2 separate regions of the Sus scrofa genome follow, and region 2 is linked to region 1. The links are chromatin contacts, called in public HiChIP or PLAC-seq maps. All regions are on one chromosome and are shown on one strand. Each heading gives the region's core, a stretch centred on a gene start, on an enhancer-like site or on the middle of the called end of the contact. The rest is flanking DNA. Distances are from core to core; before and after follow the strand shown. Region 1 holds the start of GIMAP5 (a long non-coding RNA gene). Region 2 holds the start of GIMAP8 (GTPase IMAP family member 8).

Region 1 (4,522 bases), core at 66-2,565:
TAATGTTTTGCTTTCTTGAGTCATAAATACAGGCCCTTTTTGAATTAATAAGAAAAATGCAGGAGTTCCCCTTGTGGCTCAGTGGGTTAAGAACTGGACATAGTGTCCATGAGGAGGCAGGTTCGGTCCCTGGCCTCGCTCACTGGGTTAAGCATCTGGAGTTGCCATCAGCCATGGTGTGGGTCACAGAGCCAGCTCAGATCTGGCATTGCTGCGGCTGTGGTGTAGGCCGGCAGCTGCAGCTCTGACTGGACCCCTAGCCTGGGAACTTCCATATGCTGCAGGTGCAGCCCCAGAAAGAAAAAAAAGATGCACCTAATTTAACAGAATAATCAGCTTAGTATATGTACAGGCTGTTTAGAGGAAAAAGGGTATAACTGTTCCCAGTAGAAGGTTATCCCATTTCAGCCTATGTAGTGGTTAAGGAAATGCCTAAAGCTTTTCTTCAGTGATTAATTCGCGTTTTTCCTAATGCGCAGAAAGTAGCTGATCAACATGCATAGCTCTATGTTGTGGGCACGTGAGTAGTAGCCTTGCCAGGCTGGTGAGGTGGATGACTCAATGGTTTACCTTAACCATGAATGTTTTGCTACCTTTGAGCAATGTCCCTTTCTTGTGTATCCAATATTTACAAAATATGTACTGAGATGACTGGATAAATTGGCTTCAGGCATGAAGCTATTCATGATTTTAGGGTGGATAAATATCTGGCAAAGATAATTATTTTTATTTTGAAGGAGTCGATATTTAACCGTCCCCCCACCCCAGCCGCAAAAATGCAACCTTAGAGGCATTTCTAGCTGGCAGAGAAAAAACAATATCTTCTGTATGTTAAAAGTATGCCTTTCTGGGAATTCCCCTCGTGGCTTAGTGGTTAACGAATCCCATTAGGAACCATGAGGTTGCGGGTTTGATCCCTGGCCTTGCTCAGTGGGCTAAGGATCTGGCTTGCCGTGAGCTATGGTGTAGGTTGCAGAAGTGGCTCAGATCTGGTGTTGCTGTGGCTGTGGCGTAGGCCGGTAGCTACAGCTCCGATTAGACCCCTAGCCTGGGAACCTCCATATGCTGTGGGAGTGGCCCTAGAAAAGGCAAAAAGACAAAAAAAAGAAAAAAAAAGTATGCCTTTCTGTCCTCTACAGCAGGAGGGCATTTATCCAGTTCAATCAGTGTAAAAAGTATTATTATTTGAAGTGTGAAAATTACAGTATTAATAGGGGAGAATATTTTGGTAAGTCAAGAGCGGCTTTCATTGCGATGTGAAGTGTGGCTGTTTTCTGCAGTATAAACGCTCTCCCCTCCAAACCAAGCAAGAATCAAGAGTTACCTGCGTTTCCATTTCCTACTTAGAGTTGCTTTTCTAGAGTTCATCTGAACCCAAAGATGCAAGTAGTGGCTCAAGCTCTGCCCCCTTGACCCTCAGCATGGCTCCAGAGGGGCGCTCAGCCCCCACGACCCAGGGCCCCCAGCAGGGCCTTTGCAAGGATGAGGTTAACTAGGGCGGTAGGAGGAAACCAGAGCACACCCTTCCTGCAAGTGCTCAGCATTTTGCCCACATCGCACCCTGGGTAGGGGCGGATGTGTCCTTGGGTTCTGCGGCCGTGCAAGTTCACCTAGGTGCAGAAACCTACCCAACTTTATTTTCCCCTCACGTCCAAGCAAGGGCGACCTGAGGACAGGCCAATGGACAGAGAAATAAGAGGCGGCCAGAGCCGTACAAAGTCTCATGCAAGATGCCCGCCCTGAGTTCAGCTTTGGCTGCAGGTCTCTAGAATTACATACACGAAGCTGTCTTTGTGCAGAAGAGGTAAACGGTGGGCCGGGCGAGATGCGTGTTGGTCCAGGTGGGGCCAGTGAAAGGCTGAGGATGCCTGCTTTGGGATGCACCTGTGCCCCTGATGTTCACCAGCTTCTCTGGGTCTCCCGACTGATTCAGACAGGGAAATGGCACAAAAGCTTTACAGAGCTGTGGTGGGGAGAAGGAAATGGAGCTGTTATTAAAAAGAAATCAGACCAAAACCAAAAAATACTCCTCTTCCTCTGATGGCACCCTCTGAGGGCTTTTGACTCATTCTGAGGCTGTCTTGGCAAGAACAGCACACGCTGGTCTTTTGCGGCCCCGGGAGAACGCAGTCCCTCTCTCTCTCTCGTGGGTAGCATGTGTGGCCCGCTTTTTTTTTCACTTCTCACTGCTCTTGTGTTTGTTTGAAGAGACTAGAAGCCAATGAGAGAGGCTGCCAAGGAGCGGAGGGAGGATAGTTTCAAGACTGCGCGTGGGACTTGCAAGACTTTTCCAGGACCGACCAGGTAACAGGGCTTGGCTCCTCTCTCCCCGCCGCCCCTCTCCCACTCACCCCAGCTCCCTCGGTAATAATCTGCGTCAGTTTGCACATGATTTTTCTAAGCCTCAGTGTCACTGTTCCTAAATAATTAAGGTCAGGAGTTCTAGAGCCTAAAGCCCCGAATAAGTGCAAGCAGAAAATATTGCTGATATTGTCTTTTTTAGAACCTAAACTTTTGAACAGAATGAGCTCAGACAGCAGCCCTTTGGTGCTGACTGGCTTGTTTATTTCTCGTGTTTGTGCAAAAGTTTTGCACATATACAGCCAGTGGCTGTTGCACCGCGTCTGGGTGTAAGTATTGAGTTTTTGACACGTCTCGGGGCAAGAGAAGATGACCTGACCCTCCTCCCTCGATCTGCTCCCAGAAGCCATCCGATGCCCTTTGTGGAGCCGGCTGAAAAGTTGGCCTGGTGATTTGAATTTGACGGGAGGTCTGTTGCATTCATGACTCCAGGGAAAGTTGCAATTTTAAAGAGAGCAGAAAGATTTCAGGAACAGGACGCATGATGATCTAGTCAGGCAAAACATTTGCTTTCCTATTTTTTTTGGCCACGCCCACAGCATGCAGAAATTCCTGGGCCAGTGACCTGAGCCACAGCAGTGATGACACCAGGCCCTTAACCTTTAGGTCCACCAGGGAACTCCATTTGCTTTATTTCTGAGAAATACAATTTATTATTTTAAAAAAGATTTTACCCCCCTTCCCCCCCATTCACCAGAATGGAGTTACACGGCTGTGATTCCTAGAGGATTATCCTGCCCCGCCCCTCTTGACAGTGACAGGGTCTCATGGCGGCACCTTGTTGGTGACAATGCGTGGGCCTGCCAGCCACTCCATCACACTCCAGTTGGGAAAGTGGGGGAGGCTGTCAGGAATCCTTCTGGCAAATGAGAGCAAGCTAACCTGCCCAGGTTGTAGCCCACTTCAGATGCGTTTTAGCCGCCTTTCCCATGTTCCCAAGGGTGCCTCTACCTCTTCTGTCCCCACCTGCTCCTCCCGGCCCTGCCCGGTGGAGATGGTGTGGGATGTGGGGCTGCCCGAGGATGGGAGAAGGAATCACCTTCCTTTCCAGCCTTCAGCAGGAGCTGCTCTCTAAACTGGTCCAGCCAGCCTCCACGTGCAGGGAGAGGCGCGCCTGGCCAAGCCTGGTCTCTGATAACATTTTAAAGGAATGTTAATGAGATGGCTCTGACAAGAGGGAGCTGGGTGGTTGGCCAGGAGGAAGCATGATGATGGTGGCATCAGGAGGGGACTGATGGGGCAACCGGGCCCAGGGGTCTGCAGGGGACAGAGTGGGGTGTGGTGGGGGGGCGGGGGGGCAGCTGGGACATGGTGGCCACCTTCTGGCCGGCACTGGGGCGCTTTGGATTGGAGAGGAAGGAAAGCCTCAAAAAATAATTGAGAAAGATGGTTCAGAGAAGGGGCCCCCTTTTCACTTCTCTTTCTACTCAGGCTGGACTCAGAGGGAGCAGCAGTTTCAGCTTCTCATTCTTGGAGGAGATGGCCTGCTACCAGTCGCTTGGCCAAACCCATCATGTGAGTAGCGTTGCTTTACCTGTTCCCCGGGGGACTGAGGGACAGCCAGAGGGAACCTGTCCCTCCCAGCACAAGGGGTAGGTGGCACATTCTGCACCTGCCAGCCCTCCCAGTGTGTCGGGAGATGCCGTGAAGGGGTTGCCACCTCCCTCTGATATCCTTTCTGCATCCTTTCTGGATGCAAGTGGCTTCATGTCCTTGCTATTCCATACCTGCCTGAAGCCTCAGTTTCTTCATATTTAAAAAGCCTAGACCTGGAGTTCCCATTGTGACTCAGCAGGTTAAGAACCTGACTGGTATCCATGAGGATGCAGGTTCGATCCCTGGCCTCACTCAATGGGTTAAGGATCCGGCGTTGCCGTGAGCTGTGGTGTATGTTGCAGATGCAGCTTGCATCCTGTGTTGCTGTGGCTGTGGTATAGGATGGCGGCAGCAGCTTTGATTTGGCCCCGAGTCTGGGAACTCACATATGCCTCAGATGTGGCCCTTAAATAGACAAAAACAAAACAAAACAAAACATCGATTTCTCCACTGGGCATCCTCTGTGTAACCACATTAAAAAATCCTCCCTATAGATTTTGTCCTTGAAAAGATCCAGCCAAAGATGAGAATTATTTTCAGGTGTGCTCCTTCTCCGAGTTTCAAC
Region 2 (4,317 bases), core at 491-2,990, 130 kb after region 1:
ACTATTACATCTGCAATGCATGGACAACAAGGTCCTACTGTACAGCATAAGAAACTGCCCCCCCCCCCCCGCGCTGACTTCCCTGGGCTGGGGGCGGGGGGGGGGGGCGCCCAGTGTCACAGCCCAGGAGTCCGGGGATACCTGGGGAGTGGACCCGCCCCCTCCTTTTTTTTTCGGGCCTTCATCTCAACCCTGGGGGGGAGGGCAACCCCTCCCAGACTCGCTTCTTCCTAGAAAGGCAGGTGCAACTCCCCAGGGATGTGACCTCTGTCCCCGCCCCTCAGCCCCCCGCTGGGGAGACCGGCGCTGGAGAAGGAGGGACACCCCTGAAATCAAGCCCTCCAGGTGGCTGTCTCCGCGCCCTGGGTGTCTGCCTTTCCCAGCCTCCTGCCCACGCGTGTAGGCACAGAACCCGCCACCGCGCACACACGTACCTCGGTCCTGTTCCCGGGCCCGTCCCAATTTCAGGACCTCTTCGTTCCGCCCGCGTCCATCTCTCCATCGCTCGGCTGGGCGGCAGCAGCTGCTGGAGCCCCTCAGGCCCACGGGCGCCGCAAAGAGGCTGGAGGAGACGGCAGGGGAGAGGAGAGCAGGGCGGGACCAGCCTCGCCGGGTCAGGGTCTTCCTGAGTGTTTCTGAGGAGGAAGAGAACCAGATTTGCACTGCAGTCGGAGGGGGAAGTTGAGAACTGATGCCAAGATCGCAGGGTGAGAACGTCAGGGTGAGGGCGGTCGGGGTCAGGGCGGGACCGCCCCCACCTACCCCGCGGGCGGGCGGCGGAGAAAGGCTGGTGAGAGGTGGCGCAGAGGCTCCGCTGGGGCTCAGGGGACCGGGCAGCGCCCTGGCCGAGCCTGGGGAGGGTCCCTCGAGAAGGATCTCTGTGCCTGTGCCGAGCACACGAGAGGACCTGCAGGTTGCTTCTTGCTCTGAGAACAGTCTGGGGCCTCTCAAGGCTCCAGCGGCGGGAGGGGGAGCGCCCGCAGCAGGTGCTTCTTCTCCTGCGGGTCCTCGCCTCCACCTCTCAGCCCGGTCCTTTCCCAAGTTGGGAGTGAAAACAGGAGGGCTTTGTTTACCTCCTCGCCCCCACTGCCCGAAGCAGAAGCAGCTGTAGAGCTTCTGCGAACAGCTCCTCACCGCCTTGGGGGGGCCCTCGCTGAAATCCCCCTCCGGAGTCACCCCGTGGGGCCTCGGACCAGCGCTGCTTCCCAGGCTAAAGATTTCCTTCCCAGGGCAATTGCGCATTTGAAATACTTGAACTTTGATGCTTTCGAAGGGTTCATAAAACGAAACCCTTTGGGGGAGCCATAAGCCTTTAAAAGCTTTCTGTTTCAGGAGGAAGTTAAACACCAAGACCTTATTTTATTTTCCAGTGGTTACAACGCTTAACATTGAATTTGCCATATTAGCCATTTTTAGGTGCACAGCTCAGCAGTGGCAGGTAGAGTCACATGGTGCAAAAAGCTCCAGAATTTTCCATCCCGTAGCCTGAAGCGCTGGACCCCGTCAATAAGAGTCCTCCTCCCCAGCCCCTGGTAACCATCCGCTACTCTCTGTTTCTAGGATTTTGATGACTTGAGGTACTTTAGACCGCGTTTGCCCTTTCAAGGCTGGCTTTTTCTGCTTATTTATGTCTTCCACAGGCTGGGTCTTTGAAATGTCTGAGGTGGGGCTGAGCTTCCAGAGACATCCACCCCCACCTCCTGGGGAAGGAGGAGCTGTGGGGGCCCCCACCTGGGCTTTGAGGGGCTGCTCCGTCCTGTGTGGTCCCCCCACCCCCAACCAATGGGCTGGTCTTCAAGGGCTAGGGTGACACAGCCAGACTTGGAGGGGAAAGGGACAAAGGTTGTCCTATCCCCCGCCCCACTTACCCCCTTTGTAATGAGGACCCGGGGTCAGGAAGAATCCCCATCCTCTACAGGGCACTAGGTCAGTTCATGTAAAATTAACTCATTGAAACAAGCGTGAGTTCCCGATGTGGCTCAGCGATAACGACTAGACATGAGGATGTGAATTCAGTCCCTGGCCTTGCTCAGTGGGATCATGATCCAGCATTGCTGTGGCTGTGGTGTAGACTGGCAGCTGTAGCTTCCATTCAACCCCTAGCCTGGGAACTTCCGTATGCTGCGGGTGCAACCCTAAGAAAAGAAAAGAAAAAAGACAAAAAAAGAGAAAAAAAGAAAAGAAAAGAAAAAAAACAACACAACAAAAACCAGACAAAATCCTGCCACTCAGTCAGTCAACCATCCCCGCTTGTGTCACTCTCAGAAGTGGAGGTCAGTTCAGGGCAGGGTCACAGGCCCAGTGGGATGTCATTTCTCCCAAAACAGAGGAGATAGTAAACTGGCTTCAAGAAATACTTGCTCCTTCTTAGAAGATAGGTGAAGCTTTGGGGAGCACTCAGGAAATCCAGAGCTTCAAATGATTTAGCAAGTTGACTATTTGCTGAGTCAACCGTTTGTGTAAAAAAAAAAAAAAAAAAAAAAAAAAATCCATCAGCTTTTGGAGAATTGACTCTGTGGGGACTGCCACAGATTCTGGTTGGGCCCTGATCTAGGGAAGGATGGGGCTTCCCTGCCCCCTAGTGGCTCTGTGGGTAATGACAAGGACAGCAAAACCACTCCCCTGGGGGCTGGCTGCAGGGTTTCTGCCAGTAAAACACCCCTCCTCACCTCTCCTTCCCAGATTCTCACAGGGGGTGGGAAGGAGAGGGGCTGGATTTCCAGAAATGGAATAAGCCAGGAAGGCGCAAGTTCTGCAGGTAAGGAGGAAACTCCCAGAACCAGACACAGAGGACCAAGGACTCCAGACACATCCCTGACTTAAGGAGCTCAATCGAAAAGACAGGAAAAGAGACTAAACCTACAGATGTGGAAGTGTACATGCACTGCCATAGAGATGGGTTCAGGTGAGCAAAGAGGAAGCCTGTCAACCCTGCAAAGTGGAGAAACAACCAAGTGGGAAGCAAACTTATCAACAAGCCCAGAAACCAGCTGTTTACTGCGGCAGGTTCTGACGGTACTGGAGGAGCTTAGCAGGCACAGTGGAGGAAGAAGCTACGCTGGGGAGCTGAAGCCTACCTGCAGTCTTGAGAGGCATATAGAAATGCAGAGGGACAATGGCAAATGCCACGAGCATCCAGGGTGATGACAGCAGTCTGGGCATGTGGGGGAAAGGGGATCAGGCTGGGGACCAGTTAAAGGCTACTGCCATAGTCCAAGCTAGAAATGAGGCCATGAACTAAAATAGTGACTGTGAAAATGGAGTGGAAGAAGGAACAATTCATGATACATTTAGGAGATAGAAAGAGCACAAAACTAAGAAAGACTCCCTCAGGGTTGCTATGGCAAGCGTTCGAGTTGCCACATCAAAGGGAGTGCTACTCACAGCGTTGACATTTCTTATTTTGGGAAAAAAATATATATGTTGTTTTATTTCAAAGATAGGACATGTGTGTTTACTACAGTTTTTGGCAGATGGCAGTAAAAGTGTCGTGTAACTAAATTTGTCCATTTTGACAGCTTCCTGATGGAATTCAGAGTCCTTGTTTGTTACATATTTACTATTAAGAAATAATGTGCTGGAGTTCTCTTGTGGTGAGGTGGGTTAAGAATCCGGCGTTGTCACTGCTGCGGCTCAGGTCACTGCTGTGGCACAGGTTCGATCCCTGGCCTGGGAACTTCTGCATGTAGCAGGTGCAGCCAGAAAGGAAAAAAAAAAGAGGAAAAAAAAGAATATGCCTATTTATAAACACTTAAGAAGAGACACCATTTTTTCATTCATGTGAAGGCTAGTGGTCTCCCAGGGCTGACACCTTGTGGGGTGTTTGGGATCATAGCATTTTCTAGTGGGCTTTGTGGAGAGGGGGTGTGAGAGGCTGGGGTTTGGGGATCAAAACAAGCCCTTCAGTTTGGGGACCCTGCGACTGAGACCCTGGAGGCAGGGTGGAGAGAGAAATCCAGAAGGTTATGACGGAGCCCTCTTTCCCATGTTATGCATGCCCACCCTCCCCATGAAAACGACTAAAACGAAACAGGATGAAGATGTTTAAACCTTTTAAAAACATCCAAGAAGCCAGTGGCAATAAGGAAGTATAAGTCAAAGCAAAAACCTGGACCTGTGAGGCATGCTTTCCCCCAAGAGCAGGCAGCCACCCTACAAGAGGAGAACCTGGGTGTGGAAGCCTCTTAGGCAGAGGGCAAGAAATTGAAGGGGGGCGGGCAGGGGAAGTGAGGGGGCGGGGCATGGGGAGGGGAAGTGAGGGGCGGGGCATGGGGAGGGGCGGGGCGATATCAAACCACCTGCGCAGACAAAGGCAGC

The links. HiChIP or PLAC-seq counts read pairs in DNA pulled down with a chosen protein or histone mark.
Region 2: a contact with region 1 is called in an H3K27ac HiChIP or PLAC-seq map of alveolar macrophages. The contact joins the promoter of GIMAP8 here to the promoter of GIMAP5 in region 1. A contact is called at or near these places in 2 of 5 promoter capture datasets (fetal skeletal muscle and liver), 18 of 47 Hi-C or Micro-C datasets (alveolar macrophages, blood, brain and 11 more) and 1 of 2 datasets of contacts at active chromatin or transcription factors (alveolar macrophages).

Annotation. Positions count from the first base shown.
Region 1 is chr18:6,362,128-6,366,649 of Sscrofa11.1, forward strand. It overlaps GIMAP5 (a long non-coding RNA gene), which reads left to right and starts at 1,316. Exons shown (of 6, transcript XR_002340496.1): 1 at 1,316-1,804; 2 at 2,209-2,304; 3 at 3,793-3,876.
Region 2 is chr18:6,493,657-6,497,973 of Sscrofa11.1, forward strand. It overlaps GIMAP8 (GTPase IMAP family member 8), which reads right to left and starts at 1,741. Exons shown (of 6, transcript XM_021078920.1): 1 at 1,135-1,741; 2 at 435-635. The coding sequence starts at 502.